Linked DNA regions of Mus musculus: region 2 is linked to region 1. The links are chromatin contacts, called in public Hi-C maps. All regions are on one chromosome and are shown on one strand. Each heading gives the region's core, a stretch centred on a gene start, on an enhancer-like site or on the middle of the called end of the contact. The rest is flanking DNA. Distances are from core to core; before and after follow the strand shown. Region 1 holds the start of Cplane2 (ciliogenesis and planar polarity effector 2). Region 2 holds the start of Casp9 (caspase 9).

Region 1 (3,028 bases), core at 132-2,631:
CAGGCCAGCCTGGTCTACTGAGTGAGTTCCAGGACAGCCAGGGCTATACAGAAAAACCCTGTTTCGGAAAAAAATTAAATTAATTAAAAAAATATATATATATATTACAATTTCTTCTTTAATAGGGAAATATAAGCAAAAATATTTACAGCTACTACAAATAAATCCCCAAACCAACTCATTGGGATCTTTATGAGTTCTTAAAACTGCACAGCAGGAGCTGGAGAGATGGCTCAGCACAGGCTGCTCTTCCAGAGTTCAATTCTCAGCACCTACATGGATGGTGTCTCACACTGTTTCCTCTTCTGGTCTGCAGACATTCATGCAGACAGAGCCCTCATATACATAAAATAAATAAATAGAAAGTTGAATAGGCAGGACATGGTGTGGTGATGCGTGACTTTGATCCCAGCACTTAGAAGATAGAGGCCAGGTGGATCTCTGTGAGTTTGAGGTCAGCCTGGTCTACATAACCAGTACTGGATACACAACAATGAATACTGGCAACATAGTGAAACGCTTTCTGAAACAAGGTTGCAAGGTTGCTGTGCAAAGTGCCCAGCAGAGGGCATGACCCCAAGTGAGGGCTCAGTCAACAGCATCTCTGGTGACAGTTGCTGTTGGCAGGCATGGGCTGTTTCCAGGTTCCTGGCTCTGTTGGTGGAATTAGCTTTAAGGAGATTTGGGGAAGGGGGCCTGAGACTAGAGGCTAGAGGCGGCACCCAGGAGACCTCGATGGTCAGAAGTGCTGTGGGGCAGGTTCCACAGATCTGTTCCTGCCGCCCCAGGGAGTGTCAAGAGTGTACTAGTGGCACGTGGTGAGGTCTGGGGGACGGGGGTGGGGTGAGGTGGGGTGCCGCTTACCAAACTCCCGCCGGCGATTCTTGCGCAGGATGCAGGCTAAGTACTCCTTACCCTCGACCGTCTCATGCCAGTCTGGGACAATCACCGAACCGTGCATGGGAGGTCTGGCCATGCTTGAGTACGCCAGTAAGGTAAGGATGTGTCCGAATACTGGGAGTAGAAGTGGAGAGAGGGCCAACCATTATCGCAAGGCGACTCCGAGGTCCTTAATCTCTCTCTGGCTTTCCTTTGGAACCTGGATCCCCATCCCGAAGGTGCATTTCTATAGCCCCATCCTTCTACATTGCTCTCTGGGGAACTAACCCATCCTTGTCCTGGGAAGGTATTTCCACAAGTCCCCTCTGCCTTATCTCCTTCCGAGCCCCACTTCGCCTCTACCCCCTCAATTCCGACTCCCGGGACCACCAACCTTCACAGTCCCCGCCAGCAGGGTGACGATTTAAAAGCCCGCCCTTCTTTTCTGTCCTGCCAGCAGAGCCTGCTTCCGTCAGGTCAAGACGCTGACCACGAAGCGCATGCGCAGAAATGTTGCCATGGCGACGCAGGCGGAGGCGGGGCTCCTGAATTCCGGCGGGTCTTTGTAGGTTTTGCAAGGTCTGCAGCTCCTTCCCTAAGCAGGATCTTTCTTATTCGACTTTACCAATGTGAGCTCATATTTTCCTATCAAACATGATCATCTCCCCCAGAAAGGAGGCTTCATCAGTTTTCTGAGCCTCTTAAGTTTCCTTTTCTACAAAATGGATATTATTTCCTTTCTTTTTTTTCTTTCCCTTTCTCCTCCTCTTCTTCTACCTCCTCCTCTTCCTCCTCCTCTTCCTGCTCCTCCTCCTCTCTTTTCTCATCCCTCTCCTCCTCCTCCTCCTCCTCCTCCTCCTTCTCCTCCTCTTCCTCCTCCTCGAGACAGGGTTTCTCTGTATAGTAGCCTTTACTGTCCTTAAACACTCTCTGTAGATCAGGCTATCCTTGAATTCACAGAAACTCCCCTGCCTCTTAGTGCTGGGATTAAAGGCATGTGCTACCATGTCTGGCCATTTATTTATTTACCTTCACAGGGTTCTTTACAACCATGCTGGGCAGCAAAGCTCAGCAGGTTTAGTTCTTACGCTCCTGTTATTAACATCACAGCTCCATCAACCCTGCCCAGCAGGTCCAGAGTCAAATACCTCTGGATTGAGGCTTCAAGGGGCTTTGTAAGAGGTCTGAATAAAGAGCCATTTGTCTACTAATTGATTTATTCATTCTTGTCATTCAACAATGACCAAGCCCCAACTGTGTGCCCAGCATCTGGTTGGTGCTGGGAAGCAAGGGTGAGCCAGAAGTCCTGCCCTCGGACTGGATGCTCCGGCCCGGACCTGTGAGCAACCCCAAAGATGGCAGCTCAGGAAATGCCTGTGAGCTGCACAAGATGAGCGGGTGTTTGAGACACTCTGAGTGACGTCTGTCATCTTCACCAGCATCTCGAGCAGCGTCTTCAAGGAGGGCCAGCCACTGCTTTGCAAGGAATGAGTTAAGTAGACTCCGTGAGGGCCGCTTGCCCTGGAGTCTGTGGACACTCATCTCTATATAAACAGCTTCATGTCTTTGCTACTCCAGATGAGGTAGCTGGAACACACCTCGTCAGTGGAAAAACAGACTCAGAAGCCTGGGTTACCTGACTCTAAAAACATGTTATCTATCCGGCCAGACTGGGTTCTGGGTTTTCAAGACTTCACCCTCGGCACCTAGGAGTGCTAGTGAAGTCAATAGCAGCAAGGAGGTCACAGACCCACGGAGGCAGACGGAGGTGGGCAAGGGAGGAGGGTGCAAGAGAGGGTGCTTCGGTCCCTGCCTTACGAGGCAGCAAGGCTGTGCAAGAGGAAACCATTTCTACTGGAGTCTGTGGCTGGACGGAACCCATTGCACATGCTCCTGAGATGAGGCCCTTTCTGTAGTGGCAGAGATCTGTCAATCACAGACCAGAAAGATTTAGATCTGAGTCGTCTTTGGGCTTCTAGACTTCATACCCAGCCTCGCCAAGGTCTGGTTTGAATCTTGGAAATCTCTAAATGAATCTGCACATTTAATGCTTGCACTGTAATGCTCTGATAGCACTGCATAGACTGGGGGCTCAAACAACGGACAAGTGTTTCCGTGGAGGCTGGAATAACCGACCTCACTGCCGGGT
Region 2 (2,895 bases), core at 228-2,727, 580 kb before region 1:
TTTGTTATTATTTGGCAGCTAACCACATGACTCTACACCACTTTCTTCTATCTCCTTCACTGGACCAAGCCACGTTCCAATACAGATGCTGGAGACAGCCTTGTAGACAGTCCCCCAGGGCCTGGCACTCATATCCTCTCAGAAAGAAATATTCCCTTTTCAGACCTGTGGTGAGGCATCAACTGGAACAAAGATGCTAAAGTGGTTTTTTTTTTCTCTTTTTAGAGTCCTTTAAGAGTTTTTACTCTGTATCTTCCAATAGAAGATGCATTTATGCATACAGCTATCCTGTTTTCTCTGTAATTTTCATACTCATCTTTAGACTTTGAACAAGTTGACCTTTTCCCTTGTGTAATACAGAATTTTATCAAGCTAAAATTGAACTCTAGTACAATGAAAATAATACTGCCACCATTATATTTTGATCCAGAATAATTCCACTCACACAGTAATCCATATAGCGTAGAAATTCAATACACCCCTTTACACAAGCCATCAACATTGTGACTCATGCTCTAGGTTTAAGTGGGCGAAAGTGGATTAAAAAAAATCAAATGTTTGATTTTATTCTTCTGCATTACCTGCATCAAATTCCTTCTTTTCTGAACTCCTTTATAAAACATGCACTTGATAAAAGCCCAGCCAAAAAAGACAGATCCTGATTCTATGTCCTTGTCCTAGGACAGGATGACCACCGTTCCATTTCACAGCCCTAGAAACTGAGATTCAAAAACGGGAAGTGACTGGTACAATGTGCCAGTATAAGGCTAAAGTGGGTGTCTAGGGCCCTTATACTAGAGAAGAGAAAAATCATAAAAGTTCAAACGGTGCAGATTACAGACCGCTTTTAACAAACACTCCACAAAAGAGGAGCATGGGTTCTTCTATTTTATTCTTGTGGCGAACTAAGAGGGCAGTACTGGGGAAGGTTTTAAAAATGGAGTTCCCACACCATGGTTTCCCAGGGCGTGGATTGCACAGGGTGCAAAGCGGAAAAAAAGGGCAGGAGCTCCGTAGTGGCTTCAGAGAACCTCTCAGCGACCTCCCAGTCCCTATCTGCGCCGCGGGAAAAAGAGGGCGGACACAAGGAGGCGGGGCGCACCTGAATATCCTCGATCATGTCGCGCGTGAAGAGCTCTCGACTCAGCAGAGCGTCCCAGAGCTCCGCGACTTGCAGCTCGCTCACTAGGCGCACCCTGCATCGCCGCAGGAGCTGCCGGTCCGCCTCGTCCATGGCGAGCCGATTGCGGGACCCCGGGTTCTGTCCGCTTCCGGCCCTCGGGTTCCGCCCCGGCGCCCACGCCCCGCCCCCACATAGCGCCTCCAGGGATCCCGCTCCGGCCAGCGGTCACCCGGTCCACTGGGCTCCGCTCCGCCCCGCCCCGCCCCGCCCCGCGGCCTGTGACTCGCGCTCACTGGGCTCCACCTCCGCAATCAAAACAGCTCCCACGGCCGCTCACCCCACCACCAGCCCCCAACACCTCCCTCAACGCCGCGCTCTCAGGCCCCGCCCCTTCGCCACGCCCTACGACCGCGCTGCTTCGCCACGCCCACTGGCGCTGCATTCAAGCTCCGCCCCATCACTTCGCCGTACGGACTAAGACCTGCCTCACATGATAACGCTTCTCCCCTAGGACTCGCCCCTCCTCGCCTCGTAGACCAGCAATCCCGCCCTACCGAGTTCCTTCGCCCCGCCCCGAAGCCCTCCTTTGCATCCCAGACTCTCCCCTAGGGTTCCAGGCCTTGTGGTTGCCTTGCTATCTTGCTCCCATTTGCTGGTTCTGCTTAGCGGTAGTTGTAACTTTTCCCCTCGCATGGCGATTGCTCTACCAAAATTCACAATGACCCTACTTCTACAGATACTCAAAGGATCACGAGAGAAAAGGGAAGAAAACCACGCCTAGACATTTGTCCTAGATCTTTCAAGTCCCTTGCTGGCTGTGGCTTTCTAACGCTGCGGCTAGTAAACCTCTTGCTGCCTGCTGTTTCAGGGCTATCGTGCCCTCAATCTAACCAAGCTCATTGGTTAGATCTCGCTCTCTTTCCCTCCTCAGCACCTCCCCCAGAGAAACTGCCAGGAATCTAATCCTATGTTCTCTCAGTTTTGTACCACTTATTTCCACGACTTAAAAAGTAATTGAAATAACTGGAGAGATGGCTCAGCGGTTAAGAACACCAACTGCTATTCTGAAGGTCATGAGTTCAAATCCCAGCAACCACATGGTGGTTCAACAACCATCTGTATTGAGAAATGACACCCTCTTCTGATGTCTGAAGACAGCTACAGTGTACTTACATGTAATAAATAAATAAATCTTTAAAAAAAGTAATTGAACAAGGTCTGAAGAGATGGATGGTTCAGGGTAAAGAGGACCAGCTGTTCTTCCAGAGGTCCTGAGTTCAAATCCCAGCCACCACATAGTGGTTTACAACCATCTGTAATGGGATCTGATTCCCTCTGTGCATGAAGACAGAGTGCTCATATATGCATTAACTAATTAAACACATTTTTAAAAAAGTAATTGGGCATTGTGCTAGCCCCTTACGCTATTCTCTCTGCTAGCCTTATGCCACATTCCTGACAGGGATATAGTTATTCCTTGATGACAGCTGTAGACATGTGTCAGGGATCTCACAGCGTGACCAGAACCAGAATAGACTCATAGCCAAGAATCCACCTTGGAATATGTCAAACGATAATATTACACTTGTTTCCTGATTTGGGCATCAGTCAACATTTCCTTCCATAAAATAGGATGTACACTCGGGAGGAGCAGCTGAGGTGAATTTACAAACAGGAAATCTGGGGAGAGCAGTAATGAGAAACTCAAAGGGGGTTAGTTGCCCCAAAGTAAAGGAGATTCACCACGTTGGCTAAAACTGGCTTGTTTGGGG

What was found. Hi-C and Micro-C count contacts between places; a contact is called where the count stands out from the background.
Region 2: a contact with region 1 is called in a Hi-C map of regulatory T cells, with 7 times the contacts expected there. The contact joins the promoter of Casp9 here to the promoter of Cplane2 in region 1. A contact is called at or near these places in 1 of 484 Hi-C or Micro-C datasets (regulatory T cells), 1 of 115 datasets of contacts at active chromatin or transcription factors (pancreatic cancer cells) and 1 of 9 other capture datasets (liver).

What each region holds. Positions count from the first base shown.
Region 1 is chr4:141,212,309-141,215,336 of GRCm38.p6, reverse strand. Cplane2 (ciliogenesis and planar polarity effector 2) reads right to left here and starts at 1,381. Exons shown (of 6, transcript NM_001081174.2): 1 at 1,274-1,381; 2 at 865-1,014. The coding sequence starts at 976.
Region 2 is chr4:141,792,194-141,795,088 of GRCm38.p6, reverse strand. Casp9 (caspase 9) reads right to left here and starts at 1,477. Exons shown (of 9, transcript NM_015733.5): 1 at 1,103-1,477. The coding sequence starts at 1,234.